Regions from separate parts of the Triticum aestivum genome. Here region 2 is linked to region 1. A link is a contact called in public Hi-C data. All regions are on one chromosome and are shown on one strand. Each heading gives the region's core, a stretch centred on a gene start, on an enhancer-like site or on the middle of the called end of the contact. The rest is flanking DNA. Distances are from core to core; before and after follow the strand shown. Region 1 holds the start of LOC123164873 (probable aminodeoxychorismate synthase, chloroplastic). Region 2 holds the start of LOC123169996 (mitogen-activated protein kinase 4).

The links. A called contact is a pair of places that touch in the nucleus more often than the background predicts.
Region 2: a contact with region 1 is called in a Hi-C map of leaf, with 5 times the contacts expected there. The contact joins the promoter of LOC123169996 here to the promoter of LOC123164873 in region 1. A contact is called at or near these places in 2 of 5 Hi-C or Micro-C datasets (both in leaf).

What each region holds. Positions count from the first base shown.
Region 1 is chr7D:534,444,019-534,449,789 of IWGSC CS RefSeq v2.1, forward strand. It overlaps LOC123164873 (probable aminodeoxychorismate synthase, chloroplastic), which reads right to left and starts at 3,608. Exons shown (of 13, transcript XM_044582480.1): 1 at 3,242-3,608; 2 at 2,864-2,995; 3 at 2,704-2,771; 4 at 2,535-2,599; 5 at 2,333-2,399; 6 at 1,947-2,228; 7 at 1,730-1,870; 8 at 1,402-1,653; 9 at 897-976; 10 at 717-810; 11 at 219-301. The coding sequence starts at 3,476.
Region 2 is chr7D:535,257,525-535,263,275 of IWGSC CS RefSeq v2.1, forward strand. It overlaps LOC123169996 (mitogen-activated protein kinase 4), which reads right to left and starts at 2,643. Exons shown (of 2, transcript XM_044587847.1): 1 at 1,507-2,643; 2 at 1-930. The coding sequence starts at 1,953. The coding sequence ends at 244.

The DNA.
Region 1 (5,771 bases), core at 2,358-4,857:
AGAGAACTTTGAAAAAATATACTATGGCACTTGATTAAAATGCAAAAGCACTAATGAAATCATGGAAGAAAAATATGAGAATGAGGACACATGATTGAGGCGATTCTTTGTGAAGCAAAAAACTATGAACATACTATCTTAAGAAGTAACCTAACTGCAGGCAGGAAAACAGTTAAATGCTAAGCATATGATGAAGCCATGATAACAAATCTACCTACCCTAGATATCCAACAAATCCACCATGGAAGTCAAATGGCAGCCCTTCAAAATCCTCTTCATTGTATTTAATGGACTGGATCTCCTGCAAAATGTGAATCATTGAGTAATTGGAGCTCACAAGCAAGATTCTGCTTTGCTGATAAGTTCAAGGGCTAGTCATAGTACATGAGCTTAATACCAAATCAACCATAGTGAGAATTCGTGAGTATATTAGGTGGAGAATACAAATGCTGTGGGTCAAAAAAAATGCTAATAATCAAATGCCTATAAATGGATTTGTTGACACGTCTCCAATATCAATCAAGCACTTACGTTCAGTTTCAGAAAAGAACACTTCTAGTTCCTTGATAATGTGTATGCAGCCTCACATTTGCTTAATTATTGTGATATGCGGTGCGAGCATTGGAACTAAATAACTTGGATACAGTGGCAGAATACAATATTGACATCACAAAAAATAATGTGAGGTTCATCAAGTGCACCATTTCAACTTATACCTTGTGAAGGAATTCCAAGAAGCCATCTTTGAGAGAGTTTTTCACAGCAGATCCATGAGCACCTCGAATAGTAATGGTTCCTCCACAGTTGGCCCTGGAAGAAATCCAGGATAACATGAACATTTAGGATACATGAAAATGCACCAAATATTTTTGCTTCTGTTTTGAGTGCCTTCCTACCTTTGATTGGAGAGGTGAAATGTCATTTGCTTCCACAAAGGTCCACCCTTACCACCCATAAATGAAAAGCGTGCCCTGTTCTGCAAGAAGCAATAGCTCAGAACGAAAATATGATGATCATTTAACCAAAAAAAACAGAGAGAAAAATGCATCGTCGATCGGGGAAGTTAATACATTTCCAATTTATCGACTTGACTGCAAACTGATTCCAACTTAATTCACGCAGATTAAGAAAAATATTACCCACATTTGTTCTGATCATTTCATCTCCTAAAGTGAAAGCAAGGTTCTTTTTGAAACAGGCTTGAGTTAGAAGAAATGTAAATGGATAAGTTTTATGCATCTTTTGTTGTTTATGCAGTAAATCTGCATGTAAAATGAGCATCTAATTAGTTGTAATAACATAAAAATCGTATCCTCGTCAAGCTCCACTTACATCAGAGATCAGATGAAATCACACAGTAAATTAACTGGATGATCAATCAAGAGTAAGCTGATTTGGCACCTGATCAACTGATGAGCTATCCAGCCAAAATGTATCTTCGGCATTTTGATGACCAAAAAGCTCCGAGAAAATGTCTTCAGAGCCATTTGTGCGGCTGAGGAAGTTATCAATCCTCTTCCATCTCAATCGTAGATATTTTTTCTTGATATTTCTCTCTGCAAGCATGTGAACCCCAACAGAATCGCCAAGCTCCAGTCCTTCAGTGTGTGACAAGCCCTTCGGGACATAATTGCATTGATCTGCAGAATTGACCTGGCGAACAATTAGAAAGTCAACTACGATGGAGTATGAAGGGTATGTGCAGGAAATATTTAGTCATGTATGGTACTTGAGGGCTTTCCAGTTTACCAATACTGTGAACCTTTCTTTCCTGAAACAACGATGATTGTGATCCAAAATCAGTTGTTATCCTCTTAAAGTTTTGAAAAATCTGTCTTCCATAATGTGTAGCAACACTCTCTGGATGGAACTGAAATAAAAGGCAATCAATTATAAGAAGAAATATCAATTTAAGAGGAAACATGAAACAGAAGTAGCCAGTATACCTGCACTCCATAATGAGGCATGCTGGAATGCTTGATGCCCATGACAATCTTGTGGCCGTCCGGCTTACTAGTATTGTTTATGGTAATTGGCACTTCACCATTGTTAATGCGCTCTGAAGGGTCAGTTATGGATAAGTTATTCAATGATCCCCAGAAGGGAGTATTATCAGGCTGATCACTATCAAGGAAAGATAGCATTTTGGGAGAAGCCGTCCATGCTATTGATACAAGATCCTCAGGCAGTGAGCTTGCTTCTATTACAAGTGAATGGTAGCGCACTACCTGAAAATAGCATCAGTAAGTACAATGCTTTTTGCAGCACAAGTGGAAAGTACAGACTGAAACACAAATGGTACAGGGTTTGGTAAATTCAGTGGTACACTAACCTTGAATCCAGAGTTTATACCTGATGGGATGTGATTAAAGAGGTAGCATCCATTATGCTCAATTTCACTGATTAAGGAAAGTTAAGTGTCAGGCCATGTGTTAACCGTAAGAGCAGCTAGAACTTGACGATCATGATAGGGATTTGCATTTATCAGAAAGCTGGAAGTATACATTAGCGCGAAGAAGAGTTCAACATCTTACCTAAGTCGCCCATGTATAGCTTCAGGAGCGTGAACAATCTTAGCGCCATGAACTAATCCCAAGGCCTGCAACAATCAAACACGGTATCATTTTCAGGCCATGACGACACCACACGGTCCATAACTTCCCTTCATAAACAAGTTTACAAGGACAAACATTATTGTTTCACCTGGTGGCCAAGGCAGACACCTAGAATGGGTATATCTCCGCACTCGCAAAGTATCCGCAGACATACACCTGAAAAAACAACACAAGTATATAACATCATTCTTTGACAGATACAAGCGTAGCAAGTAGCAAGTGAATTAGAATTGGTGCATAGCCCTCACCTATGTCGGTAGGACACGACGGAGATCCAGGGCCAGGCGAGATCACGATGTTGTCAAAGGCCCTCTTCTTGTACACCCAATTGTAAACATCCCTCCACGCCCACTCGTCGTTGCGCACCACCACAGGCGGCACTGCAGATTCAGGCGACCGGCCATAAGGACACCGTCCAGTAAAGCAGTAGGAAAGGGGTGATCTCTCTCAATCTACTAGTTCAGAACATCTCCAACAATCAATCGATTCAATTCAACAAATGGGCACTGCGGGAAGCTATAAGGAGACTACTCGTCGTCGGTCGCGGAGCTAGATTAAGGCAAAGATGAGAGTGTTCAGTGAGAGCGAGAGGGGAGCGGCCAAGCGGGGTTGGTGGGGTGGCTCACCGCCGTTGACGACGGAGAGCTCCTGGAAGATGTTGTAGGTGTAGCTGTCGTAGTTGTCGATGAGGAGCGTCCTCACCGGCGGCTCTTCCGGGCCCGGGCCCTCCTCCCCGCCGGCCCGCAACGCCGCGGGACGCCTGGCGCCGCCCCGGCACGGGGGGTGCTGCCACCGCGCGGAGGACGGCGGCGGCGGGGCCCACCTCGCCGTCGGCGGGGCGGGGAGGCGGAGCGCGGCCATCTCTATTCCTCGGCGGCACGGTGCGGCGAGATCAGAGGAGAGGAGGGAGGGAAAAGGAAGCGAGGAGAAAAGGCGGCTCGCTTTTCTGGGGCGGTGGTTCGCTGCTGGTGCGGAAATTGTTTATGAATGAAAATCTTTTGTGCTGCTCCGCCGATCGTCTTGGCGGCTGTGCCCCAGTGCCGTCCCCGTCTCCTCCGCCACCACCAGCCCCAGCGGCCCACTGCGGTCGGCGGGAGGTCATGGGCTGATGCTGGGTGGGGGTTGGTGATGGAAACAGCGACACCAAATTTTGCAAAATTTCAGAGCAGGGATTCAGAATTAGGACTCTTTGATTCAAAGAAATTCTACAGGAGTTTGGGAGGATTTTGTGAGATTTTATAGTAGTTTGATTCATAGGAATAGATTCCTTTTCCCCTCAAAAATAAAATCTTTGACCCAAATTTCTATGATTTTCTAACCTTATATAGGATTCAAAAAATGACATTCCAATCGTACGTTTCCCCTATCCCATGCATTTTAATAACGGAAATATTAACGCCCACACGTATGGGTGTCTGCATCTCGCCCACACGCATGGATCAACGTTCGTTTGTGTTTGCACGAATCTTGGCATATTTTGCCAGATTTTTTATGCCACGTAGGACGGGGCTGGTGTGTGGGTGTTGAAGAGTTCGCCCACACGCCCGCAGCACGCGGTTTGCCAGCTGTGCTGTGTGGGCATTCGCCCACACCGCCACCACCTAGTCCATGTGCGGGTGGGCGAACTGTTTTTGCCCACACGACACTCGTACGTTGCTGGGTGGCAACTGCAGTTACACGTACGTGGCAACTAGGTAAGCACACATGACAACTATGATTCGTTGCTAAACGGTAACTGCAGTTGCGCATATGTGGCAACCAGATAAACACACATGACAACTATGGTTGGACCACACGTGGCAAATAGGTAAACACACATGACAACTACTGTTTGACCATATGTGGCAAGTAGTTAATCACACACGGCAACTATTGTTTGATTACACGCACAACTAGCATAAATTATACATGGCAACTATAGTTAACCAAAACAGATAGAGTTGCCATGCTTTCACAACTGCAGTTGCCATCCCGGATAACTACATCTGCCATCTCGGATGGCAACTAAATCGTCATCCCGCGGGTACCTAACGTAGCCGCGCCAGGACGTGTGGGCATTTTTGCTTCGTGCCACACGCGCAGGGTGGAGATGAGTAGTACTTGTTGGGCGTGTGGCACGAAATAGCTGCGCCCACACGTATGGGCAATTATAATGTTCGCCCACACATAGCCAGTGTGGGCTGCCTCCTGCTCATGCCAAACACGGTGTATGGGCGAATGTTTAGTATGTCATACGTGTGGGCGTTATCGGCGTCCTTTAATAATCCTGCACTCAATAGATTTGGCACTGCAAGAATTGATAAAAATCTTAATTTGGGGAGGCATTTAAACTACAGATCAGATACGACTTATTAATCTTTTATTTTTCTCAGCAAGTGAATGTATCTAGTTTTGATTTGGAATTTGATGGCACAGCACATACACTATGTGATTGAAGATTCTGATGACACGGTAGATACAAAAAATACATGGTTCTTTGATTCAAAGGAATTTCACGGAAATTTTAGGGGATTCAAAATTATCCCTTTGGAGACCATTTGATTCACACAATAGAAATCCTTCGCAAAAATATTTCTTAGGGTCCCTCTTGTGCACTATCTTGGAGAAGAATTCCATCCACTCAGACATCTTGCTTTGTTTTTCCTATCATGTTCTCCAATCCTAGGATTCATACATAACATTCTAATCCTACTTTTTCATACATCTTGCTTTGCTTCTCTTGTGATTTTTTTTTTCGAGGGTACGCAAATTGTATACCTTAGCTTTATAGAAGGAGAGAAATAAGACATAACAACGTCAACCATTCGCTGCGGAGAACGAAGGTGACCAACTCCACACCCGGTTCGTACAAGGACAACCAAACACAACAACACGGCTACGACACAAGAAGCCTACCCAACACCGAGCCCCTTGCCGTGTCTCGGCCGACACTGAAGACCTCCGAAGAACAGCAACTCCAGCTTCCTTGGAGTAGCCAGCGACGACCGTACATGGCGCCGAAGGAGAAAGATCTGGGTAGCGGTGAACACCGGAGGAGCGCATCATGGGACCTCGAGTCTCCCAGCACAATGCTCCCAACAGAGTAACAACCTCAAAGACGTTGCCATCATGCCGATCTTATGAATCAAGGCTTTCGCCCCGGAGACAGCTGCCAAT
Region 2 (5,751 bases), core at 1,393-3,892, 810 kb after region 1:
AAGATTACAACTTACACAAGCTTCTTCATAACCGAATTCCGCTTCTACAACACAGTAGTCTATGTATATACTACCAAGTACTGACCCACAGCTAGAGAAATCCATACGCCGTTTATTGTACACATATTTACATAAACAGGTCACTCGACGGCATTGTGATAATTGCATTAAAGCTTTATACGAAGAATGAACATGTGAAGGCCCTGGTGTGGCACACTGCTCTCACATGTTCATTCCTGCTTGTCACATATTCACCATCCTGGCGGCCCCAGGGTGGTACTGGAGCATCTCCTGCCACAACATTTCTCGGATCATATCTGTGCCAATGTTTTCATCTATGTCGAGATCGATGGGCACCTGAGCAGGAGGGTTTGCGCTGGGATCATACAGCGGGGACATGTAGGGGTGCTCCAGAGCCTGGGTGACACTGATCCTCTTGGAAGGGTCGAAGACAAGCATCTTCTGCAACAGATCAATGGCAAGAGGGTGCGCGTGCGGGTACATGATACTGAGGGGCATCCCCGGGGTGTATGGAAGGGATTTAATGTAGTTGCCAGCTTTTGGGTTGTCAATGAACGCGAGATCAGCCTTGCTCATGGTGCCAAGAACATTGACTATAAGCTTAAGCTGATTAAGGCACTCAGTTCCTGGAAAGATCGGCTTGCGGCCAAGTAGCTCAGCAAAGATGCAGCCAACAGACCAGACATCTATGGAAGTGCCATAGTTGTCGCAGCAGAGTAGCAGCTCGGGAGCTCTGTACCAGCGGGTGACAACGTATTCTGTCATAAACTGACCTTTAGTGTTATTTGTGCGGGCCAGACCAAAGTCACAGATCTTCAGGTCACAGTTCGCATTGACCAGAAGGTTCCCAGGCTTCAGGTCTCTATGGAGTATCCCCGCTGAATGAAGGTACTTCAGTCCTCGGAGCACCTACAGTCAAGGAAAATGGTGGGGGTCTTAGATTATTGATTGATCGACAAATATGAGAGAAAAAGGATCAGCAGAAAAAGGAGAAGATGACATGGTAACAAACAAGACTAATCTGTAGGACAACTATTTAATTATCGGTCCGATGCAAGATGCTCAAGTTCAGTTTCTACATAGTTTTCCTCAAATAATTTACAGAGGCTCAAGTTATAGGTTCATGCAAATACCATATTCATGTCTGCTGTGTATTAGGTTGCTTTTAAGAAATGCACTTCCAGGGCACAAGCACCATTAGGGAGCAGCTATAGAAGCTAAGCTACTACTAGACATATTCAAATTGACATGTGCTTCTTCCATAAATTAGCAGATTGTTCTTTGGCAACTTAACTAGTTAAAACCCAACAGCTTTAGATAGATCATGAACTTAATGCAAATTAGTATGAACTGCAAAAACAACATTATACTAGCGTACACCTGAAGCATGAACAAACTAGCTTATGTCAGAATGGTGAACAGATGAAAGACTACATGGATAAGCGTTATGCAAAGGTAAAAATGAAAAACAGAGCCGACGCATACCTGAAAAAGGAAATACTGGCAGTGGTCATTGGACAGCGGCTGAGACGACTTGACTATCTGATGCAGATCCATGTCCATGAGCTCGGAGACCAAGTAGACATCCTTGAAGCTCCTCCTATGTATCGGCATCATTATATCCTTCAAGGCAATGACATTCTCATGGCGCAGGTGCCGAAGGAGCTTCAGCTCGCGCAGCGTCCTCAGCGCATCCAGGCGGTTGTCAAAGACGTTGTTTATCTTCTTGATGGCGACCTTCTCGTTGGTCTCCTGGTTGATCGAGGAGCAAACTATCCCGTAGGCTCCTCTCCCGATGGGCTTGATCGGCACGTACTTGGTGTCGATCTCGAACATGGTCTGCCACATGGTGTAGTAGTGCTTCCCGTGGTTTCCCATGCCGTTCGGGGGATCCACCATCATTGCCATTTTCTGCGGAGAAGAGGGAAACATAGAGTTATCTATTAATTGAGAACAATGGAAGCATAACAAGGAAAAAGTTTACTAGTTTAGGGTGCCAATTTAATTTTGCCAAGTCTTATCAGCTTGACCCATGGTACTGACAGTCTCTGTTTCCACCCCACACACAATTCATCATCACGGAGGCGGAGGCAAAGGCAGAGAGCGACCGAGCAGGAGGGCTCTCTGTCTATTTTTTTTGTTTCGGGGAAGGAAGGAAGGAAGGAACGAACGAGCGTACGCACGCACGTAGCTCCACTGGACTTGGGGGAGTGGTGATGAGGAAGATGGCGATGGGTGCCGCTCAGGTACAGCGAAGGGGCGGGCAGATAGCGAGATGGAACACGCGGCAGGCTGAGGAAGACGATGAGAAAGGCCTCATGTGGCCGCCCTATATATACCCGCCGCCCTGCCCACCTGGCCGGCCTCGGGACACATGGCCACTGCCGCTCCTAGGGACCGGGATCAGGGTCGACGAGTCGCCGCCGCTTCTTCCGGGTAAGCCGCCCACCCGCTTTCCGGCAACGCCTCGTACGTGCGCGGCCGGCCCCGCCACCGCGTAGCGTGCGGCGCTGGAGCGACGGCTGGTGATCCGTCGGGGGCGCGTGCCCGGCGTCGGGCGGGGCCACGAGGGCGCGCTGCGCTCGGGCGGTAGAGTAAAATGTGGGTCGTTTTCCTGATCGGTGCAGCGGTTGGGTTGCTTCTCCGCCGCGCGCGCCTTTCCTTCCCCCGTTGACCCGGCAGGCGGCAGCGGCGCGTACGGTAAGGAGGAGTTACCCGAGGGCTGTCAAACCGTCTCCAACGGCCGCACAAAAAATTCACGTCGAATAAAAGTTATAGCACGTCATTGTAGCACTTTTATTGTGCCGGGACCCACATTATTTTAGTAAACGCCAAAAACGTGTGCTCACAAAAGCACGCAGTGCAAATTGTGAAGCGTGCGCAATTCGGAGCCTAAAATATGCTGTGCACGATAGCGTTTTTCAGCGCGTGCCCAAAACTTTTTAGCGCACGTAATATTTTACAGTATCTGTTGAAGATGTTCGGCGTCAAAAAAATGAAATTTTAGCGCGCGGAGCTTTTTTTGGGCGTCTATTGAAGATGCTCTCATGATTTCGCCGTGTGATTCGAGTTGGGCGGGTCTAACGTCCAGGATATTTGGGAGCATCCCATCCACATCCATGATGATCAGCCAGTGGTTACGCTTATGCACTCGGCTGCCCGATTATATATTTTATTAAGCGATGCCAGATACTGATACTGTATTCTTTGATCATCCTGGGTTATCCTCCAGCTTTGGGTCACTGCAAGCGGTTACGCCTTGCGAGGTCAGCTGCCTAATTCTGTTTGATCAACATTTTGAGTCCTAACGTTTTTAGCTTTTGAGCTGCTTCTTTACACAAACTTTCCATATACGATCTATTCATATCAAATATCACGTCAATACAAAGAATACCAGAAGTGATCTATTTTCGTAGACCACCTAGCGATGAGTACAAACACTTGAGCGAGCTGAATGTTGCTACTGTCATCGCCCCCCCCCCCCCCCCTCTCACAGGAGTCAGACAAACCTTAGGGCAGTTAAAACTAAGACCCAAAGGACCAGCGTACCAATCAACAACTGTCACCGATGACAAGAAACGTAGATGGAAGGGATCCAACCTATAGACACTTGAATGCAGACGAACGAAGAACGGGTCCAAACAGATCCAGCAAAGACAAACACCGATGAAATACCGCGAGATCCGCGGAAGACACACCTCCACACGCCATCTGACGATGCGAGACACATAGTTGGGACGGAGGATAGGAGGGGAGAACCTTATTTCATCTCCAGGGAGCTACAACCACTAGAAGAAAAAGACCCATTTGTCCCGGTTCTGGAACCGGGACTAAAGCCCATGACCTTTAGTCCCGGTTCGCTTACGGACCGGGACAGGTGGGGCTCCACATAGCCGCTTCGGAGAGCAGGCAGGAGGGCCTTTGGTCCCGGTTGGTAACACCAATCGGGACCAAAAACATCCACACATTAGCAGCTCAGGAGCTGGGGTTTTTGTTTTTTTAGGGGGGGGGTTGTCGTGGATCGAGGACTAACAGTAGAATGGGGGGTAGGTATGAGGAGGCAAGATCCTGGCTATGGCAAAGTTGTACACACAAGTTTTACGAGTTCAGGCCCTTCGCGGAGGAAGTAATAGCCCTACGTCTCGGTGCCCGGAGGCGGTCGACTGGATTATGCGTGTGTGTGTTACAGGGGGTGCGAACCCTTGTGCTAGTGGAGGGGGTGGCTTATATAGAGTGTGCCAGGACCCCAGCCAGCCAACGTTACAAGGAGTTCAATGTACATAAAGAAGGAGCGTTACAGGTAACGTCCGTAATAAAGTGCTATAAATGATCATTAAGTCTATGAGTAAATGCCCGACCGCTGCTGTGCAGAGTGACTTTAGATCTTCTGTATGTCGAGTTGTTTCTGTTACGGTCGAGTGACAGTGATTCTTCCGAGTGGAACGTTTCTGGTCGAGTGGATGATGGTACCCTTCGAATGCTTCTGACTCTAGGGTGATGTCCTTGGGGAGGGTGTCTAGGTCAGGCCTATAACCCTACCCTAGGTACATAGCCTCATCATTAGCCCCCGAATGGTTCAGGGTTTGAGTGGAGAAGGAGTTGAAAATACTTCCGATTCAATTTTCGCGCTTCGGAACTATCTTGTTGGGATCGACGAATCAACATGGTGACACCAACTTCTTTTTCAGTCGCCTTGATCCATTCTTGGTTTTGTCGAGTGAACTTTTACTGAAAAGCTCCGAGCGTTGATATGGAGAAAATCTTCCGTCTGACAGGTTGCTCTGTTGCCCGCGGATCTCGCGGGATTCGAATTTTGGGAAGCGCATGGGGCGGAGGAGGCCGCAGTAATCGGGTTGGATTAGGCAGGGCCGCCTCGATTTCTGCGCCACCTTTTTCGCCACGTATCGTGCGCGCGACTGTTGCGGGATTTGATAAGATCGCCCGGGTCCATAGGTCAGTCGCTCGGAAGCAACCTCATATAAGGCGTCGGACTGGGGTTTTTTGAACAGTGCGTTCCCATTCTTCCTCTTCCTTCTCCGTTTTCTCCATCGCATCTGCTCCCACCCCGGCGCCGCCGCTCTGTTCGAGCTCCGACCGCTGCGATGGGGAAGGAGAAGACGGTGGCTTTGGAGCGCGCGAAGAAGGCGACGGCGAAGGCGAAGGGGAAGAAGTCCAGCCGGGGCGGATCTTCGTCGAGGTCCGGTTTGCCGCGCGGTTGGATCCAGGGCGATTGGATCCGGTCGACGATTCGTCAGGACGACATCGACGATCTGCCCGAGGAGGGATTGATCCCCCACGGTTCCACGCGGCTCCCGGAGGACGAGACTGAGCCCCAACCGCAGGAGGGTGAGTGCGTCCTCCTCGCCACTCACGTCGACCGCGGGTTTTCTTTGCCTCCTCATCCTTTTTTCCGAGCTTTCCTGAACTTCTTTGGAGCACAACTTCATCACTTTTCCCCCAACACCATCGTGTATCTTGCCGCTTTCGTGTCTATGTGCGAGAATTTCTTGGGTTGTCGACCACACTGGGGCCTCTTCAAGCAGATTTTCACGTGTCGCTCTCAGTCGGTCAAAAAAGCTAGTCCGAGTGATGAGAAGACAAAAGTGATCCAGATGTGTGGGGCTCTTGGGATTCAAATGAGGGGTAAGAGCTCCTTCCCAGCCATAATCCTTCCCGAGTCAGTCCGAGGGTGGCAGTCGACCTGGTTTTACTGCAAAGACCAGCCGATTC